Regions from separate parts of the Gasterosteus aculeatus genome. Here region 1 is linked to region 2. A link is a contact called in public Hi-C data. All regions are on one chromosome and are shown on one strand. Each heading gives the region's core, a stretch centred on a gene start, on an enhancer-like site or on the middle of the called end of the contact. The rest is flanking DNA. Distances are from core to core; before and after follow the strand shown. Region 1 overlaps scn3b (sodium channel, voltage-gated, type III, beta). Region 2 holds the start of LOC144388346.

Region 1 (4,974 bases), core at 2,058-4,557, 40 kb before region 2:
GTAACACACATTGATGGACATCCCATATTGGCGGCAACATTTGACTGAAGCTATAGAGAGAATACGCACACACCTGTGTTGACATAATGCACACAATAGGCAGACAGGAGAATGCAGTTTGATGGGGATTCTGCGCTTATAGGGTTCTGCATCTGTTGCTGACGGTATACGTTCACAATGGATTTGAAGAAAAATGTAATTCACAAACACGCTTTGACAAACGAAACGCCAAATGAAAATGCACGACAGGTTTGACAGCCATCAACCATCTGTGCGAATCGGCAGGAGGACTTATTGGAAATGAGAACACACAAAAAATATACCGCTTGATACAGGAGGCAAAGAAACGGAAATACCCGACAAGGTTGGATAGATTACTTGACCGTAAATTCATATTTCTGAGAATCAAGGCGTCTCACTCAGGAGTGAGGTTGCTCTACTTGTCAAACACATCTCCCTCTTTGTTCTGTTAATGCCAATGACACCACAGGGGGAAGATAACAACTCCGTAACAGCAAGGTTGGTGTACTTATACGGACACTCAGGAATAATTCACTGCGTCGGTAAATTGTCCCTTACCAGATTGTGCTAAATTTAAGTGGAAAGGTTCTCCGGAGGTGCTTCAACGTTGGTCAGGTTCAATTAAACAGCTGGAAAAAAACACAATAAACACTAGAATGATGTTTTTGCCAGCAGATTTGTGTTTCCATAATAAGAATGGACTTTTAATTGCCAATTAAAAGTATAAGTAGAACTTTGCTGACAATCCGCATTCAAAAGGACTAATAGTGATCAGTAGAATTTAGTTTTCATTCTGAGAGAGCTGTCTGGAGCTACTTTTCTCTGCATGACCTTGCAGCGGTGTTTCAGCAATTTCTCTAAAATACAATAGATAGAATTTTTGACACCTTCAGACCGCACCGGGCTTCTGTTTCCTGTTGTAATGCCGAGCTAAGCTGAACCTTTACATTCATGAATCAGCTTAGCTTTCAAGGTAAGCTGTATAGTTTTCTGTTTTTTCTCATCATTTGTTTTTAAAGGTTGAGTAATTACTGATTCATTATCAACCGGCCTGATTAGAGGAAAGTGGTCTGTCATTACGTCTCTTCGGACCCCATGAATCCCAGTTTAATGTATGTCTATGAAAGAGAGATGGTTAGGAATTCAAAAACTGTTGTACTGACCATATTTATATGTAAAAATATCGAACTATGAATTGTTTGTGGGGATTCAGAATTACAAGGCGTCTCAGTAAAAGCTTTCTTTGCAAGGACTCCATGGAGTCCATTTCTGTCCCGCTATTGGAAATGTGTGCACTAGTCTTCAGTGAAAGAAAGAAATGGAAATTGGCGGCCTGATAAATTCCTGTTGCAACACCTTCTTGGCTCCAAATTGGTCCGATACCATGCTCTGAATATAACTTCACAAGAGTGGAGCCACACAGAGGGTTAACCCCTAAGGGGGAGAGGTGGAAAATGGGAGGTTTGACAGTTGTTAAAATTAGACGTAATGTTTCCTTTGTATTTGTATGATTTATATGTGTTCCCATCAATCATGACTTGTTCATGTTTAAACCGAACTTAACCCTAGCAAAGGGGCTATCGATCCACTACAATTGATGGCCTGAGTTTCTGAATGACTGCAGATGTCTGGGAGCATACAGCATGTTGAATGATCACCGGCAGTCAAGCATCTCACCAATAAAAAATAAAATCTCAAAAAATCCTGAGCAACTTCCAAAGAGCGAATCCCTTTCTTCATCATTTCTTCATGTTTAGTGCATGTGTGTGTGTGTGTGTGTGTGTGTGTGTGTGTGTGAAGGAGATTCAAGAATTTTCTTTGATTTCATGTAGACGTTGAGTGACATAATGTGCTTTACACTAGGGGGAGACAAAGACCCTCCATTGATGGATACGCATTGTGACTTGCAGATTACATGAATTATGATTCAAGGTAATATTTAACGATGGAAGGTTGAAAAGAAAAGCTGCAACTCTTTTCAGGCAAAAACATATGTCTACGCATTAAATACATAGCGCCTTGCATGTATTGTACAATGTGTTTGCCGACTGCTTTGCTATGTGAATGGGATATAAACGCCCCTGTTACCTTAACATTTACTAACATCTTTTACCATTTGGGTCAATTTGATCCAAATTGATCTCAGAAATGTACACCTCCAGAAAATGATCATTATTCAAATTGTTCCCCAAGTTCATGTGTTAGGAGCTTTGTGCTTGTTTGTTGACAATCTAATCACATGCTATGTCAGTGCTGACATAGCATGTGATTAGATTCCATTCCATTATTGAGCAAAATAATTACTACCGATTGTATTTATTGTTAAGGCTAATTCACACTTTTGGTTTGATATGATACTAGAGTACAGAGGGCAGTTGGGGCGCATATTGATAGAATGTAGGCCATTTTATTGGGTTATATCCTTGGGGAGGTACACTTTTATTATGCATCGCAAAGCCGTAATTCTGTTCATACTGTTGCAGAGTTTATGGAATGTGTTGCAGAATCTGTGGCCACTTGATTGATGGATAACGGTTTCACTTTTTACATGAACAATTTGCTATTCAGACAATTTATCTGGCCTTGGTAGGTATTTCTTCTGTCTATTAAGCCTCTATTAGTGAAGCACGCTGGGGGACTGGTGTCTTCTGTATATATTTTATGCATGGTAAGTAATAAACCAACTCACATAGTAATTTCTTTCTCAGGCAATCTACCTCACTATAGGCATGCCTGGGTTGCTATAACAACAGCTGCTGCTATATCCGTCTCTGCTGTGGGTCACGGCTAGTTAAAAGTGCAATGTACATCACCTCCCTTTGACAGTTCCCCTTTATCTTTGTTCCTGCTTTTCTGCACCAGCTCTGCTTCCGCCAAATAACCCTATGCTTTGTTTCAGCTTTATTAGACAGACATTAAAAAGTAAATGAAAATTGAAATGCTTATTCGTTAGCTGTTTTTCTGCACTAATGGGAGCTGGAAACAACAGCTCCTTATTGTGTTGTTTTTTAGCCCATGTCTTACATTTCATTAGCACTAGAGCCAAAGATAATAAGAAGAACATAAGACAGATGGTGCTGAAAGTAGATATTGTATTTTCCTCTCACCATTCAAGTGGACTCAATTGCTGCGTAATTCCAATAACATCTGCACTTACAATTAAACATTAGTAAGAACTTTTCAGTAAACAGTGCTTCAACACAAAAGCATTGCATTTAATAGTTCAATAGGAGCTCACGCACACATTTTTTGGATGAAATAATATGCACATTTCTATACAGCTGCACGCACATTTCATCTCAATAGCAATGCTGTTATAGAACACCAGCCACAGTTTAAGTAAGACTTAACCTCGATTTAATTTGACGTCAGTACTGAACACATGTAACATTTTTATACCTAACGACCTCTAGAGGAATTTAGATTGACTCACATAGATTCACCAAATACAATACAAATATCTCTATTGTTCCATTACATTGCGGTTTCACCGATGCACACAGTACAACAGAGACAATTGCACATTCATACAGTATAAACGCTCCATCCACTGTCATAAAAAGACGTTGGCGAATAAACGAACGAATAAAATCCAGGCACGGCCTATAAATTGTAATGATACAAAATTAACTTAACGAGAACTGCAGAGTCTGTACACAAGTTGTATATAACAGCCAAGAGGACAGTTTCTTTCATTGGATCATTTCTCTTGTTTTGAGGTTATAAGTCCCAGTGGCACCACTAACTACTGAGAACAAAGTCGACGGCAAAGCACAGACGGCATTTATCTGATAATATTGTGCAGGGCACTGATATTTGTGTTCTTTAACCTGCTGCATTTGACAAAACAATTCATGTAAGATGCCTGGTATGAAAGTTAAAGAAATAAGAGTACATTAGGAGAAAAAGCAGCACTTTTTGGGCCAGATTCCCATGGCTGTTTGGGAGTGATGAAACCTTCCAAGTGGCTCTGTCCAGCTGGTGGACTCTTTGCCTTCTGCTGTCGTCCAAGTTCCATCGTGATTGGTTAATATCTAAAGAGAGCAGAGAAGTACATCATACTCAACAATTAAATGATTTATGCGTAAAAACAAACAATGGTAAATTGCACACTGCGAAATGAAACAATATGCAAAGTCAACATCAACAGGAAATTAACATAAACAACTGTGTCCTTTAGGGTTATTATAACTCTGGAACCCTACTTCATATGCATGCTAATGCTGTACAATTCAGATTGCTAACATGTATTAACTTTATATGCACTGAGGAGTGTTTTTTATTGCATGTACTTGTCATGATTTATATTGAACTATGTACACTGAATGGAGAGAGAACAAATAGTGAGGTAGTGATCAGGAGACATTTCCATAAATGGCAAAGGGAACAATCAAGAGGACACACACAGAGGGTGCTGATGCAACAGGACTTGCAAAGTTTCACATGAGTTATGAATCTAAAAGAGAAGGAAACTGTGAATTGAGAGAGAAAGAGAGGGATGATTTCACTGATCGGGATCAGATTGAGAGATTCACATGTAAAATACCGTGTCACTGACAACAGCTTTTATTCGGTAACAGGAGCGGCTGGGTTGTCCTTCTGCTCAGAAGGGATGGCTAGGTAGTTTGTCCTGCAGGCGGATCGGTATAAAAACAGAAACAGCTTTCTAAGACCTGGTGGTGGGACACTTTCCATCCCCAAATACTTCAAAATAGTGCAGATTAATGTTTGAACAGTGGTTTAACGGCTCACTGTTTCCTTGTGGGACTGTGGACATTCTTTGGGGGGCTTGTTATCATCAGAAAGAAACAAAAACCTCATATAGTAACATGAATTATGTTCCCATTTCAATAGAGAAAGTCAAATCCATTATAGTTAAAACGATTTTCTACCTCTGTCAGTTTATTTAAAACGGAGCCTTAATCCCGCAAGTCTTTCCCAGGTTGCGTTTTA
Region 2 (4,955 bases), core at 2,241-4,740:
TCCACCAAACCAGCACAGTAAAATCCGGCTGGACATTTGACACATTCTGCCTGCACATTTCGCACACACTTGTTTTTTATACACAGATTACATACAAAATGAATACATAAACTACAGATTTTCATGGATATAAACGAAGATGAACACACTTGTGTTAAAGATGATAAAAGCTAAACTATTAAATAGTGCACAGTTCACACAGGTGTTAAAGAGGCTACAACTCTCCTGAATGCCTGAGAATGTGCAAATAACAAAGCCTCACTATACGTTAAAAATCCCTCTCTTATAGGTCACATACAATTAATCGATAGTGAAGACATGTTGTCCAGTTTCAGAACAAATTATATTTTCTAAACCAGTATATCAAGTTGTATAGCACATGCACCTGTTAATGCTCATCTTCCTCACCTGTCCGTTTAAATCCTGGAAGGTCCCTGGCAAGCAGGGTACAGGTCTATCGGATCCAGGTGGACACATGTTTCCAGGTGGGCAAGGTGAAGAGGCCTGCTGCCCGCTGTTTTCTCTGCCTGGACAGTAGGAGCCAGCTGGGCAGATATTAGAAGGGAGAGAGAGCCCTCTAGTGTCACAGATGAAACCTGGAAAAGGAAGGGAGACTGTTACATAGCCCATAGCACACATCGTGCCAATGGATTATCTCTTGACAAATCAAGTTTTGGATTAGAAGTTTTATCTTCTGGCAAGACACATAACAAAACACTAGAATGTGCCAAATAAATTTGCTCCAACCTGGAGGGCAATGCAGACAGTTGGAGGGATAACGGTTTCTGGTGCTGTTGCTGTAATGCCCGATGGGACAGGGCAGTGGTGCTGAGGAACCCCGGGGACAGTAATGGCCTTCGGGACATCTATCACCTGTCGTCCCTCCGTCATCTGGTGTGGGTGACCGGGCCCCAGAGAAGCAGTAGTACCCTGCGTCACACTGGCCTGATGCAACACTCATCCCAGGGGTAAAGCAGAAGTAGCCTGGAAAGGGGGGAAAAAGGGGTGATGGAAAATTGTAAAACAGGCGCTTTATATTTTATTGATCACACACTCCAAAACAAAGAGTGATCTTCTCCTGAATTTTTTTTAACAGCGTTTTTCTTTAAAGTATGCTAATTTGTTAATGGTGATGGTATTCAATTACCATCTACCGACAAGGTCATCCTAAACTCTGAGTCAACTACCTCAAGGAAACTCATGATCGTTAGCAGTAAATGGCGTGTGACCTGCAGGGCAGGGCAGGCAGTCCTGGGGCTCGGCCATCCCAGCGTGGGGGTTGATGGATCCTGGTGGACATGGGTACTGGTGTTTGGACCAGGTCCCGGGCGGGCAGTAATGACCTACTGGACACTCATAAGTCCTCGACAGGGAGCCGTTAAGTCTGCCAGGACAATAAAAACTATCCAGACAAAACAAAAATGGAATAACTTAGTTACTGGCTGCTGATTAATAATTTATGCATGTAGACTTCAAAAACACTATATGTAGGTACAGCTCTTTCCCTGTGGTTGTCTGTGCACAATGACTGCGTGTAGTTGATAAGCTAGTTTACCCCTGAGGACAGGCACTGCAGCTGGCTCCACCATCTTCCGTACCGATGGTTCCCAAGGGACAGTGGCGAGGAGCCGCAGAGCCCTCAGGACAGAAATAACCTGGTTGTGTGAAGGGCAAAAGCCATGAAAGATAAGCACACTTACAGGTATACAAACAAAGACCAGCTTGATTCACCAGGGACAGGGTTTGGTTTCCAGTGTAAACATAACAGCTTCTTAGGTTTAAACTTATAAACCTAAAATTCAGGTTTGTTTACCAGTTAGATTATCTGGCTCTGGGATCATGCAAATATTCAACATAACTGTGGGCTTTACAATTCACACTTTCTTTTGCATTCAATACATTGTCATTCTAATGACTCTTTTTATTAATTTTCTTCACAGTTTTCACTCATTTACAATTTTTTCATTCAAGAAAGAAGAAGGAAGCACCAGTTTAGAGGGTTCTGATCACCTTTTGGGCATGGCCCTCCGTGCTTATGACCCAAAGGAGGGTCAGGGCGATCTGCACCTCCCACACAGTAGAAACCTTCCCAGCATTTTCCTGTAAGCCCCGAGAGCCCCACAGCATCGCAATAGTAACCGGGAAGACATGGCTGGCAATCCTCCTGAGAGAGGAAATGAGAAAGACACAGAGAAAGAGAGAGGGAGTTATTGCAATATTTAGCCAGTAATTCCATTTAAATTCCAGTTTTAAAATTGATTCCCAGTCTTCAAATTGAAAGTACATATATCATGTATGTATTCATATTCACATAATTACAATGTGCAATGATTATAAATGCGATTATCATGTTTTATGAATTACGAGTTTTGAATTAGATAGGGAATATATTAATATTTTTTGTTGAGCATTTGATTCATCCTGCAAATGTTCACAATTCAATGCATCATTGTATCTTATTCTAACTGAAGAAAATTACACTAATTTAGAAGGATACATGAGAGTGAAAGTGACCTGGAAGACCAACTTGGTGAGGTTAGTGAAAGTTCCCCGTGGACAGGGCAGAGGATGGACGGTGGCCTGGGGGCAGTAATGACCGGCAGGACATGTTCCTCCCTTTTCTGGTGAGAGACACAGGGAACAAATCTGTCGTTTATCTGATGGAGAACCACTGTGGTATTCCCATATTACACTGTACTTTATTTTCTGAATGTGTGACCGTGTCTGCAAAATACGTTTGTTTACCTGCAGCCTGGGACTGAGGTTGGGGAGAAGTGTTTCCATGTGAGCAGTAATATCCTTCATGACATGGTCCAGTGACAGCGGTGCCATTTCTGGAAGAGCAGTAATGGCCGCCGTCACACTGCCTGCACTGAGAAACAGACCAGTAGCCAGGATCAGGGCCGTAAGTTCCCTCTGGACAGCCTCTCAAGTCAAATCCAGTCCTTTCGGGACAATAAAAGCCTGCAGGCCACAGCACAGACACAAGGATATGAATGGGCATAAAGGGTTCGGGGCTTACAGCAAATGTATTAAAATATTTTGCTGGATCAGCTTTTTCACTCATCAAGTATTTTGTTTGATAATCAACAACTTCATTTTAATAGCATACAACTTATGTTTAAGGGTTTGAAAAGGCATACAAACAGAAAGCTACACACCTGTAGGACACAAAGAAAGCGAGCCGGACACACAGTACCAGCCTGGCACACAGGGCTCACACTGCGTAGCATGTGTGACAGCAGCATATGTCCCTAGATCACAGGGCACAGGTAGAACAGTGCCCTCTGGGCAGTAGTATCCCTCAGGACACGGTCCGCCCGTAACTCCATCAGTAGGGGCGGATGTAACGGCTCGCTCTACGCAGTAATACCTGCGTAACACACATAAGAGCATGGAAACTCTGTGACATGGATGAAAAAAAATGAAGGAATACAAGGAAGTTCCAAACAACAACGTGGGCGCAAGAACATCAATTTCTGAGCAAGGTGTACCCCCCGATGCAGGGTCCACTAGGTTTGGTGAGGCCGACAGAGTTGCAGTAAAATCCCCCTAAACAGGGTGCGCAGTCCTCCTGCTTACGCAGACCTGAGGCGTTGGACCAGCTTCCTTGAGGGCAGGCCATTGGTGCTGTGGTGCCTGTGAAGATGACGTGAAGTTCAACTCTCATTTTCAATTCCGTTGAACAGATGACTATGCAGAAAAAGAGACTATTAAAAGATGCCAACAGCAATGCAGTTATTGGGTTATATAATAAGGTTTACACACTTGAAGAATTCAAGTGTAACTAGATAAGTGAGGTACTCAGGCATCCGATTGCTGCATGCAGAAAAAAAGCAGAGTTCACGTTTCAGCAATGTCTTTAAAGCAGAGGTCAGTGCCCCCAAGTCAGAACGAGCAAGTGCACAAATTCATTTTAAGAAAACTTACAAAATAACAAGACTAATGTTGTCAGCACATCCCCTGGGCTACCAAATGGTGATTTGCATGAATAACACATTGTAGCCCTTGGATAAAATGGGGTAGAATGTTAATAGCTTCACACGGTATAAATTTGGTTGCATTAGCCTGCAAAAAAAGCTGCATCAGCGCTGGATTTCTAAAACTATTGTTTTGAAATTGGGGACCGCCTGTACCGTGTCACATTTCAGGCATCAACAGTACACAGTACTGACAGAGCGGCTGGCTGATTGGTTGATAAAGGACGGCAAGCCAGTAACCTGTGGGGCAGTATTGACCAGGTGGACACAAGGAACCTGAGACTCCATCCAGAGGACTGGGAGAGGATGCCCCCCCTCTGCACCAATGACCAGCATTACAAGATCCTATATGAGGAAGAACATCAAAACACATCATTTTAAAGTCACAGCTCAAATACAGTACATCCAAAGATGTCTGCAATAAAGTTTGGATAGTTTCTATTTAGGAAAACCGTTAATAATTACTGAAGATAGACACAGGGTAAGCTCATACTGGACATTACATTAACACCTCAATGAACCATAGCAGAACATAATGTATAACATGAAAAGACAGGCTTATAGGAAATACACGTCTCAATGAACATCCATTTGCTGATCAGACATGGTCATTAAAATGTTTTTTTTTTCCATCGTCACATAAATAGCGGTACCTACTATTTAATGGATGAACGAGACAGTAACAAGAGAAGACAACTCCCTCTCTCTCTCTCTCTCACCTGCCGGCTCTGAAAGTCCTACAAAAGGACAGTACTGTCCAGCAGCACATGGCGTGCAGCCTGCAACACTGTGCGTGCGCTCTCTGGGGTTGAAGGAGCCTATGGGGCAGGGGTTGGGCAGGGCTGTACCTGCAGGGCAGTAGTGTCCTTCAGGGCAAGGCCTCAGAATAGAAACATTGGACCGTCTCAAATCGCAGTAGTAACCTTGAAAAAGAAGAAATACATGTTTTTTAAAATTATCAACGCTATGGGGAAA

Evidence for each region. A called contact is a pair of places that touch in the nucleus more often than the background predicts.
Region 1: a contact with region 2 is called in a Hi-C map of skeletal muscle, with 4 times the contacts expected there. The contact joins the enhancer-like site here to the promoter of LOC144388346 in region 2. A contact is called at or near these places in 2 of 6 Hi-C or Micro-C datasets (both in skeletal muscle).

The regions. Positions count from the first base shown.
Region 1 is chr1:9,418,429-9,423,402 of fGasAcu3.hap1.1, reverse strand. scn3b (sodium channel, voltage-gated, type III, beta) reads right to left here. Exons shown (of 6, transcript XM_040185964.2): 5 at 4,568-4,651; 6 at 3,095-4,055. The coding sequence ends at 4,588. Among protein-coding and RNA genes, the nearest start is that of scn3b, 9.0 kb to the right of the region's middle. Within about 2 kb of position 3,307, at least 1 of the 9 cell types and tissues checked has open chromatin away from gene starts, as enhancers often do.
Region 2 is chr1:9,379,014-9,383,968 of fGasAcu3.hap1.1, reverse strand. It overlaps LOC144388346, which reads right to left and starts at 3,490. Exons shown (of 15, transcript XM_078089076.1): 1 at 3,162-3,490; 2 at 2,746-2,964; 3 at 2,515-2,621; 4 at 2,011-2,164; 5 at 1,556-1,655; 6 at 1,230-1,402; 7 at 748-984; 8 at 409-596; 9 at 1-50. The coding sequence starts at 3,396.